Regions from separate parts of the Triticum aestivum genome. Here region 1 is linked to region 2. The links are chromatin contacts, called in public Hi-C maps. All regions are on one chromosome and are shown on one strand. The core of a region is the stretch at or near the end of the contact, and the rest is flanking DNA. Distances in the headings are between cores, read along the strand shown. Region 1 holds the start of LOC123086913 (dormancy-associated protein 1). Region 2 holds the start of LOC123086911 (type IV inositol polyphosphate 5-phosphatase 11).

What was found. A called contact is a pair of places that touch in the nucleus more often than the background predicts.
Region 1: a contact with region 2 is called in a Hi-C map of leaf, with 4 times the contacts expected there. The contact joins the promoter of LOC123086913 here to the promoter of LOC123086911 in region 2. A contact is called at or near these places in 2 of 5 Hi-C or Micro-C datasets (both in leaf).

Annotation. Positions count from the first base shown.
Region 1 is chr4A:554,367,965-554,373,862 of IWGSC CS RefSeq v2.1, forward strand. It overlaps LOC123086913 (dormancy-associated protein 1), which reads left to right and starts at 2,891. Exons shown (of 3, transcript XM_044508745.1): 1 at 2,891-3,130; 2 at 3,307-3,505; 3 at 3,637-4,026. The coding sequence starts at 3,025. The coding sequence ends at 3,679.
Region 2 is chr4A:553,855,990-553,861,315 of IWGSC CS RefSeq v2.1, forward strand. LOC123086911 (type IV inositol polyphosphate 5-phosphatase 11) reads left to right here and starts at 2,481. Exons shown (of 8, transcript XM_044508743.1): 1 at 2,481-2,700; 2 at 2,818-2,971; 3 at 3,060-3,190; 4 at 3,284-3,360; 5 at 3,457-3,582; 6 at 3,736-3,923; 7 at 3,992-4,129; 8 at 4,232-4,554. The coding sequence starts at 2,666. The coding sequence ends at 4,396. LOC123086910 (mitochondrial import receptor subunit TOM6 homolog) reads left to right here. Exons shown (of 2, transcript XM_044508741.1): 2 at 1,016-1,260. It overlaps LOC123086912, which reads right to left. Exons shown (of 9, transcript XM_044508744.1): 9 at 5,138-5,326.

The sequences.
Region 1 (5,898 bases), core at 1,641-4,140, 510 kb after region 2:
CGACAGTGCTATGTTTTACTACCAAGCAAGGGGTGGAGAGGTCAGGGACAAGAAGAGAAGGGGCGGCAGGGTCGCCTTCGGCCATAAGACCGACTTCTGCTGCATCCAGCAACCGAACGATTCTCTTAATGATGGATTCTATGTCCTACACCACATGCTGGAGTACAGACGGGATCACCAGAACCTTCGCATGTCACCTAGATCCGGTGATGCCCATATTCTGCAATGGGCAAAGGACATAGGAAATATTGAGGATCATCGACTTCGAGCTGAGTTCTATAACATCCAGTGCGAACTCGCCCAAATCATCATGAAGGAGGTCGTCGGAAAAACAGGGATGTTCTACGGAGAAGGACAAATGTCGCGCGAAGACGTCCGAACATGGATAGCCTCTCAGCGTCTCGACCTGAAGCCTTTCACTAGGCTCGGGGACTATCTCCCTGACTTGGATGGATGGAACGACATGTTGGAGTGATTGTCCATATATGACAATGTGTCCGTTTAGTCTATACTTTCTGTATGACAAAACTTTGAGTTATGCACGGTGAAACTTTATTTGTGATGTAATTAAACCGTCCTCCTCCTCGACTAGCGAAAATCACTCTAGTTAGGGCATTTTGGGGTACGATGAACTTTGTTATTTATGCTTATGATATGTTGTTTTTTATTTTTGCCAAGTTTGTCTCTTTCTGTTGCTCAACTATATATGTTGCATATCATCGACTCATGTGATGATGCAGGTGCATAGATCATAGATGGCGAAGAAGTGCTATGCCAGGAGTATATATACGACAAGTGGCCGGAGTGTCAGGCCCTTCCGAGCGACAGGCAGTAGTTAGTTTAGAGGTTCACGCTAATGCGAAAGAGGGATACGAACTCATGTTCTCAAAGTGATAGCTCTTCTCGCGTATATCATTGTTTAGATGGATGACGATGTATTTGCATATCATTCGAGACTTGTATCGCTATTTTCGAGATGATGACGAGAGACCACTTTGTGTTGGATGATGATTATGATGATAACATGATTTGATGAGACTAATTGTATGTATATGCTATGATTACATTTGTATGTGTATGATATGCTAAAGATTATTGTATAAAGCCTATTCAAATACAAAACAAATACAAAACAAACATGCAGGAAAAGAACTAATAAATAAACTAGTAGTAGCGAGGGGGGAAATTTAGCAGTAGCGCCGCATTGTCAGTAGCGCATCCCAGCAAACAGCGCTGCAGATAATATTAGTAGCGCCATTTCCCAAAGAGCGCTGCAGCTATTCATGTATAGCAGTAGCGTGGGACAACCGGCGCTACTGCTATACGTTAGCTGTAGCGCCTTATTAGTAGCGCCGGTGCCCGCGCTACTGAGAGGCCCAAAACCCTCGCTGCTGGTAGGTTTTTCCCTAGTAGTGCATGGCCTGGGGGTGGCCGCGTCCCCAGGGCTTGTGGGCCCATTGAGGCTCTTCTCCGATACTTCTTTCTTCTAATACTTTGTATGTATCCCAAAATAAATCTCTGTAAAATTCTTTATTTTGAGCCCCGGAGAATTGCTATCTCCGTAGTAGCTTTTCCAGATCAGAATTCCAGCTGCCCGCAATCCCTCCCTTTTGATGTATCTTGCATTCTGAGAGAGAAAAAGCATTAGAATTGCATCATAATATAAAATATAACTTCACAATAAGATAAATAGCAGTAGGGAATCATAATGCAAAATGGATGTATCGGCGCCCCGCCGCCACGACCACGAAGTCGGCACACATGCGAGCGTTGCCGACAACAAAGAAGAGTAGAGCATGGGAAGTCGCTGGCGCTCAGGTCCCAGGAAGGCCACGACCCCCCCCCCCCCCCCCTTGAAGTCAAGCTTGGTGGGCTCAAACATCGTTGGCTGATTAGCTGTTTGGCGGCGATGTCGAGGCTGGTAGCTTCATTTCCCGGGGCTCACGGCGGCGGAAAATGAGGCGGGGCTTCATTTTCTGGGGCTCATGGCTGGCCGGAGATGGGAATGGTCACCGGCGGTCATTTTAGGCTAGGTCTAGAGTATGGTCTAGTTGAAATATGTCTAAATGTAATGATTTTACTCCGTTTAAATGGGAAGTATCCGGTTCTATGTAAAAATTATCCAATGAGTATGAATGAATATCGTCCGGTTTATTTGAGTTTGCATCAAAATTGTTCAGTTTTCGTTAAAATTCGTTTGAAATGTAACCGGATAGATGCATATAGCTTTAAATGGCCGGCTCTTGTGTCCGTGGACTCGTCCCCCAGTTTGTGAACGGACACGGGAGATAATTTGAAGATGCACTAATCCGCTCGGTTGCATAATGCAGTATATGATAAGCTGTCACTTTTAGCCACACTTGGTTAGATATTTAGGAGAATGCATGTCACATTCCAGATGGTTTTCATACGAAGACACAAGGCCGGTGCATCTACAGCGACTTCGCCGTAGTTAAACTCTGGATCTCAATCTTTTGTACGAGTTGCGTCGACGTGTGTCGTTGGTGATCTGTCCATTCTCATTACACCTTTTTTAAATATATTTCCCACCATCGCGTGTCCCACTGCCACATCGTGCTGCCCGTAAGTCAGGTTTAGATATTTTCGCTCCATATAATCCAACCGAGCAGTGGGGCCAGTCCGCTGCATCCTTATCCGGCACGACTGTCCAAAGCGGGGCTCGTCATCCAATCTTATCACCCCAAGCGCTGGTTCGGCTCACCGTCCGGTCAAAACAAGCTAACCTCATCGCCACTGACATTTCTAGAGGCCACGCCACACCCCGGTCCGATCCTTCGTTTGCTAGTACACTGTGTTGGACACTAGCCGTAGGTGTACAGGTGCCCGTGTGTGATCTAGAGCGGTAACGCAACCCGACGGTGACCGCATCCCCGTCCCTGCATGATTTAAGTGTCCCCCAGTCTCACCTAACTCAGTCGGCCAGTGCACTTGATCTTATCGGTGGTAGTGCTACAAGCGAGTGACACTAGTTCTTGCACCGATCAGATCCAACTTCTGCACAGGATGCTGGACAAGCTGTGGGACGACGTGGTGGCCGGGCCTCGCCCGGAGACGGGCCTCGACAAGCTCCGCCGGGCCGCCGCCACCCAACCCCTCGCCATCAACACAGGTACAGTTTATATACGTTAGTCCAGAGGTACCGACATGGCCTGAAACTGTTGAGAAGAACGTAAGAACTAGCACGAGTAGTTTTCAGAAGAAGATTTGATGCTTAACCGGAGGATCTGTTGGGTTTATTATTGTGTGAACTGACGGCGGTTTACATGGATGTTGGTGGAGGTGCAGCTGCAGGGGAGGCGATTAAGCAGTCGCCGTCGATGCCGACGACCCCGACCACGCCGGTGACGCCGTCGTCGTCCACGCCGCCGCGCGGCGGCAGCGTGTGGCGGAGCGTTTTCCACCCCGGGAGCAACCTGGCCACCAAGAGCCTCGGCGCCAACCTCTTCGACCGCCCGCAGCCCAACTCCCCCACCGTCTACGACTGGTACGTACGCTAGCTCATGATCTATATATCTCACGGTACAAAATCAGTTTTAGTAACACGATCTACTGGGAACTTTAAACGGGTGAACATGGCAAATGATAATAACGCTGCCACGTACGTTTGATGTCCAGGCTTTACAGCGACGAGACGAGGACAAGGAGCAACCACCGCTAAATAAGAGCCGTCGGCCAGAGAACTGAAGGCAGGGTGCTCAACAACTTGTGCGACGCCGCCATGTTTGCTGCTCTTTTGGTTATCTAATCCTGCGTAGCGTACGTTGCTGTCCGAGGCTGCATGTGGTTTGTCTTCAGCTTCGTACTACTGTCTACTAGTGCTTGTAACTTTATTTTCTTGGCTCGGTATGCTCGCTGCATGCTAGCGAGTGATGGGTGTATGTGTGTGCTCTGTGTAAGCTCCATGCGTGTGTAAATTCTCTCGTGTGTGTGGTGTGGTCTTCTCAATGTTTAACCACCTATGGTAAAGACAATAACAGCCTCAGAGCAAGTTTTCCTTTTTTTTTCTCTGATATGTTTTTCTTAGACAATAACACCCTAAGATATTTATTATCAAGGAAAACAATAGGTAGTACAATGAACGAAAAACTGAACTAGACGCAGAACGGTTAACAAGGATAAAAAATCATTGAAAATTATACTAGCCTTGTTCTTTTTCTGCTGTCCGTTGGAGATTAAACATTACATTGGACAATATTTTTTGAGAGTACGTCTAGACGTATCATATATTTTTATAGAAAACTGAAATATCATATTTTTATAAAAGGCATTTATAGAAAACTGAAATACCATATTTTTATAAAAGACAAAAATCAATTACAAGAGACTACGACTTTTATAGAAGGCATAAATCAATTACAAGACTTCAACTTGCTGCAAACAACAAGTGTAGTTGAAACTTGGCATTCCATCGCAATAATTACAAACAAACGAAAAAGGTCCTGCCTTATGCTAATCATCTAGCTGCGTCACAACAAAAGTAGGTCGCCTCGAAGAGCAATAAATCCACCCAAAATCCCTTACCAACGCACTACCACTATTACTACTAGGAAAATGCTTATAGATAGAATTTTATCAGTAGTGTTTGTTATAGACCCCACACTACTGATAATTACCAGTAGTGTTTGTTATAAAACACGCTACTGGTATAACATAGTAGCGTTTTTGAAGGCCACCCTACTGGTAAGTTTGCCACAACACATCATTCGACAAAGAAATATTAGTAGCGTTTGTAGTCTAACCAGTGCTACTGTTAAGAAAGTAGTTGTAGCGCCTGTGCACCTAGACGCGCTACTGCTATTTTTTCTATAGGTAACTTATACCAATAGCATTGTTTTTGTACAAGTGCTATAGTTAGTTTTACGTACCAGTAGATATTTTGCTGGCACTCATAGCAGTAGCATGCTTTGGCACCCCGCACTACTGCTATGGTCGCCAGCCACCTACCACCTTTCCCCTCATTCCTCCCCTTTCTTCTTCCTCTCCCTCTTCCTTTCTCCCTCTTTCATCTTGCTTGTTCCTTTCAATGCTCTCCCTCCACCACCCCTCCATTAGAGCCCTTCCTCCCCGTCTTCTTTGCCCTCCACCACCCCCTCTTCTTTGTGCCCTCCACCACCACCCCCTCCATTAATGCCCTCCCTCCCCCTCTTCTTTGCCATCCACCCCCTCCATTAATGCCCTCCCTCCCCCTCTTCTTTGCCCTCCACCCCCTTCCATTAATGCCTCCCCTCTTCTCTCCCTCTCCTCTCCCACTATCTCCCTAGCTAGCTCTCTCTCTCTCCCTAGCTAGCTAGCTAGTTAGAGCTATATATCTAGAGCTACTAGGTAATTAAGAAGAAAGGTGCTTGATATCCCTCTCAACACATAGGTGAGCAAAAAAAGATGTTTGTGTGGATAGGACTGCAACTATATATATGGGCGATATGAGAATATATATACCGAATTGTGTGTGACATAATTTGAGTTGCCTACATTGTGTATTTGATGAAATAATGTGGGTGACATGAGTTGCCTATGTTTTGCCGAAATGATGATTCAATTCCGTTCCGGTGAATTTCGGGCAAACTCAATACGTCCTATGTTTAGGGAAGTTCATGCCGAATTTTTGTATGAATTTGATCCATGCATGCATATATACGTGGTTATAATATTTGCTCCACGCGCAGGTGATCATGAAGGTCAATGGAAGGATGGTGGAAAGATACTGGCAATCCACTATGGACGACATGTATGAAAAAAGACTGAAGGATGTTTTATGTCCGTGTCAAAAATGCAAAGGAATAGTCAGGCTCGACCCCTTTGAGGGTGGCACATTCAAGGCACACCTGCTCATGCATGACCATACTCGGTGGATAAGTGAAGATGATGATGATGAGGATG
Region 2 (5,326 bases), core at 1,231-3,730:
ACATTGCTTCTGAAGAAGGAATGGTAGAATCTTGTCAGTTATGCTTGTGCATTTTTTGTGCTGTTTATAGAATAATAGTCGTAATGTTTTCTTAAGACTGTCGTTAGCTATCTTTTAATTGACCATTGCAGTTAGGATTATCCATTATATATATTTCGAATGATCCCATTAACCAGATCATTATAATACTGGCAACACAACAGCTGCAAAAACTGTACTGGATTTAAGTTGGGAAGAAGCTAACTATTGTCTGCTTTAGAAAGAACTAAAAATTGTATTTGAGGTTGGTCTTGATCAGTCATATACTCATATGTTGACTGGACATTCTGAGTTGTAGAAACAGACCTAGTCATTATGCCCAATTCATTTTGGACCCGGATAAGTGCCACATATGTGGCACGGACACATGGCAACTCTGAATGTTTTTGATGGCAAGTTTAGTGACGGGAGGATGACAACTTCATCAGTTGTAAAGCATGGCAACTTTCTTTTCGGATGGCAAGTTTCAGTTTATATTTTGGATTTGTTTTTTCTTTTGAATGGCAACTTTAGTTGTAAAAAACATCAGGGCAGGAGTGGTCCGTGCCACACATGTGGCACTTATCATTGGGTTCATTTTAAGTGCAAGGTTTAATTGAATTGAATTGTCTTGGTTCCTGCCCATTAGTCATAATCTGATGAGAACGTGGTTTTGCCTGAGACCCCACACCACTAGCCATCTTTTTCCTTCCCCTGTGATCTTCTGTTGTTTAAATTGCTGAGACTTCGTTGTTTTCTCATTATTATTCAATGCTAGGAAGTTATGTGGACAAACGCAAACTACTCAGTTCTGTCACTGTTTTGAGTTTTAATATCCTTTATCTCCTGATAAGTTATTGGTAATAGCAGTTGGTTGCACCACAAGATTTTGTTCTGGACTTTCTATAGTTGCATTAACGTATTTGAATTGTTATTTTTGTTTGATACCGATTGCAATAAGCCAGATGCTGACTATGTGTTTTATCCTTGTTATTAGGTGCGACTGGGATGGTGAAGTTACTCTCAGGAGCAGACTTTGAAGTACCTTGTCAAACATGAAATTAGTTTTCCTTGTTAGTATTTCGTCTTTCTATAGTGTGAGAATTCAATGACAGTGTTCGCATAAACTCTGTTGGTTGTGGTTACCACTGCCACTGCCCCAGCAACTTTGTGGGTTTTTAACAATCAGTGATGCGTGCCTCATATATTTCATTATTGCTGGGATGTGATTTGTCGTTGCTATACTGAATGTGTTTCGGTTGTTCCCTCTTGCCACTAGCATAGACCTGTCTTTTATGCAATTCAGATACTAGTAGAAGCAGCATCTTTGCGAACCATGCGAATTTGTAGTCCGTGGAGCAAATTGCGCCTTGGATAAGAAAACAACGATAAGGGCATGTAGAAACTCTGAGATATATCCTGATCGGAACTCGAAAGCTCAGACGGATCCTGGATCTTGGAAAACCTGTTGTTCCACATGCCATATGATGGTGATAAGCTCAAATGAAATGGGTAAAGAGCTGGGGGAGCAATACACTGAAATAACAGGGTTGCCTCATTACCCCAAACCAAACTTGAAAAAAATCACCCATCCCGCTGTCTGGGTTTGATGTCGAGCTCGCTGTTTTTTAGGACCATGAGCTGATTCCTTCTTCTTCGGTGACCTAGCCAGGCCGGGCAGTCGAAGATCGCTGTGCTAGATCACCACTGACTTTGAGCACCACCTGACGAAGACCGTCACTCCTGCACACATCTCCTTTGCCATCCCACCCACCACAGCCCTACACACACAGGCTGCCCTCTTACGTACCGTTTCCCCCTTTTTTTGGTATCGATCAACTCTTGGATAAACCTGAGATTGTTTGAAATATATATATTCTAAATAGTGGATTCCATATGCTGTTTCTGAGATGTACTTCCTGTAAATACAGCTGTTTTGCGGTAAATGGCGCAATACATTTTGCAGCCCAGCTGATTTAACTTCACTGAGGGTGTTACTGACTTGTTCATTTTGTGAGAAAGGGCAATGCATTTCTGCTCATTAGAAATATGTATGCCACCGGATAAAACGAGAAAAACAAAATGAGAGAGATGTCATTTTCACAACATGGTTGCTTTTCCTGGCTATACGGTTCAGTGATGCACAAGGCTTGCATGGTGAAACTTCAGGAACACAGCAAGTCCAACATGTTCCCCAATTGAACTTCTCCATCAGAGAGCTCATGTTCAACGAAGTTACTTGCTAAGCAAAAATGTGGCCATGCTTGTCTCCAAGCATTATTGGCAGCAATTCTACTGGTCCTCTGTATGTGTCTAGTCAATTTCACATGTGCGTCCTTTGTAATGATGCGACGACAAAGGCGATCTTGTTGTCACATCAAAGGTATCCAGTACCTAACTACCCAATCCATACAATCCAAGTGGCTGGTCTTGAGCATTCCACTTGTCCTTTTCTCTACTGCTATGTTGAAACTTTGCACCAGAATTGCTGACCAGGAAAACGTGATGACCAGAAGCATCTCAAAATCTAATCAATTTGGTTTCTGCGAAGAAACGTCGAACTTTTGGAGTAGATCGCTATATAAAAAGTCCCCTTTTGTAATCTTCTCCCCGTAAGATAGTCGGAAAGGAAGGGCTCGGCCAACACATGGGCAACTGCAGCAGCTTCAGTCTTCCAAAATGGTATATTATCTGTTTGCAAAAAATAGTTATGCAGTCTTATTAAAAGTTGCTTTCCATATGATTGATTTGTTTTTGAGCAATTCCATATGATTGATGTATATACTAATGGGATCGCAGGATATTCGGTGATCTGCACAACAATGGCATGGTTTCCATTGAAGGGGATGGAACTCATGAAGGCATAAAGACGATCCGGATTCAGAAAGCTTGCGAGTTCACAGCCAGCTCCGTGCTTTGTGTCTGCATTATCACATGGAACATGAATGGCAAGGTGCATCATATACTCATATTCTTGGCTGCGTTCTTCTTGATGGTGGTTGAGCCATTTCCTTTGGTTTAATATCTGTTCTTTCGCGAAGATGTCTGTGGAGGACATAAGAAAGCTGGTGAGCTCCACCAGGAAGTTCGACTTGCTGGTTGTGGGGCTGCAAGAAGTCCCGAAATGTGGCGTCGAACAAGTTCTGCAAGAAGCCATGGCTGATACACACATGTGAGGGACCTTCAACGTTAACCTTTTTTTTTATGAACACTTTGAAGGTTTTCACCTTATTCTGAAATACAGCAATGGTTGTCAAAATTTCAGCTTGTTATGCCAGAAGGCCATGCAGTCTATTCAGATGTTTCTTTTCGGGGCAAAGAGTTCGGAAGCGTACATCAAAGGTGATCATGTTATTATATAGCTGAATATTCTTGGTGTTGAAAGAGCACTTCTAATCTGATCAAATAAGTCCTGTTTAAATACCTGAATTTGGTCAGAAATGAAGGTGGATGAACACGCAGTCGGAGGCTGCGGTGGCGTAATTGGGAGGAAGAAAGGAGCTGTGGCCATGTACGTAAACTTTAGTGGGATCCGGATGGTGTTTGTGTCCTGCCATCTTGCAGGTTGATTTCCAACTTCTGGCCAATCCATTTCTTATTGTTGGGTCTTATTACCTCAGTGCTAATACCGGAAGCAACATTAATTTAATTCAATAGTAACTGTTGTCTTTCAAATGTTATTACGAATAAGTAACAAGGTAACTTATTAAAGTGTAGCCCATGAACGCAAGGTGGAGAAGAGGAACTCTGAATGCCGGCATATTTCGCACTCGCTGTTCTCCAAGAATGACATACATTATGCCAAATCTGCCGACATAACAGTGTGGCTCGGTGACTTGAATTACAGATTAGAAGGAATAAGCTCGATGCCAGCAAGGAAAATGATCGAGGAGAATCGCCAGAGTGTAAGTGTATGCTGGACCTATTCAATTTTTACATGACATAAATGCCTGACATATATGCGCTATTTCAGAAGCTAAGAGACAGAGACCAGCTGCTGCAAGAAGCTGAGAAGGGTCAAGTCTTCCATGGGTACTGTGAAGGGACCTTGTCTTTTAAGCCAACATACAAATATAATGTCGGAAGTAGCAACTACGATTCAAGTTACAAGGTACCTTCAGTTAGTATCATATTAAGATGTCAATTTGTCTGAAGGAAATTGTACATATTCTGGAAAAATAATGTCTTATGCATATGCTCTTCACTTCCTCAGATCAGAGTGCCATCTTGGACAGATAGGATATTGTTCAAGGTTGACCATTCTTCTGGCTTGGATGCGGTGTTAAGTTCATATGAAGCACTTGACTGTGTTAGCAGCTCTGATCACAAGCCTGTGAAAGCTCATCTTTGTCTGAAAGTATGTGGTGGTGATTCATAGATTTATGTTACAATTGACAATCACAAGTATATTTAGATGACTTATTTTTTTGTAACAACAATTGTAAAGGCAAATAGCACAGATCATTATCTATCCTCTGAAAATGATTTCGCTAAATGTAATTTGGTAAAGTCAAAATGTCGACCGTATGTTCATGTTGTTGTTGTTGTTGTTGTTGTTGTTGTTGTTGTTGTGTACCCTCTTGATTTTATATGGTGACGTGGATTTTTCGAATTGGTCAGCAGGCTACAAACAACTTCCTGATGTGTTCTTATAGTAAGGAAACAGAAATACCCAGCATATACAGACACCAAACTTTGGTTAATACACACAGTACCATGTCAAATATGGCATTGACATAGCAGAGCAGATTCTTTATCACAGCACATTGTTTCATGGGGTTTAAGGTTCAAACTTTAGGGGACCTCAATATTAGGAATTTTAATTTTCAAGAACAGTATGCGTTTTGATTTCCCAAATTCTAACCAAGGAACACAATTCTTAACTTTCTTGGATTTTTGTATTTCACTACAGATTTTCAGTACAGATTTGCATTTGGAATAAACATCTACTTGTCTAGTATATAAGGGTGTACCAAAACAAAACAATTTCACCTATCTCACAAATTTCATGGTACAGAAACAAGGAAACTCAACGGTTCACACTGACGGTTTGAGTACAGAAACAGATGGTACACACTTTCAGTTAACAAAACTCAGAAAACCAATTCAATGCCATAGATACACATTTCACCACTGAATTAAATTTCTTTCGGGCTTTCAGCTACAAAAGAATGTGTAGTAAAGATGGTACAGAACAAAGAGTTTTACTCAACACACCAATTTCATGGACAAAAACAGGGAAACTTGACAGAACCCTGTTGGTGTGAGAGTTCCTGGCCAACCCCCTCCCTAGTGTACACTTCTAGTT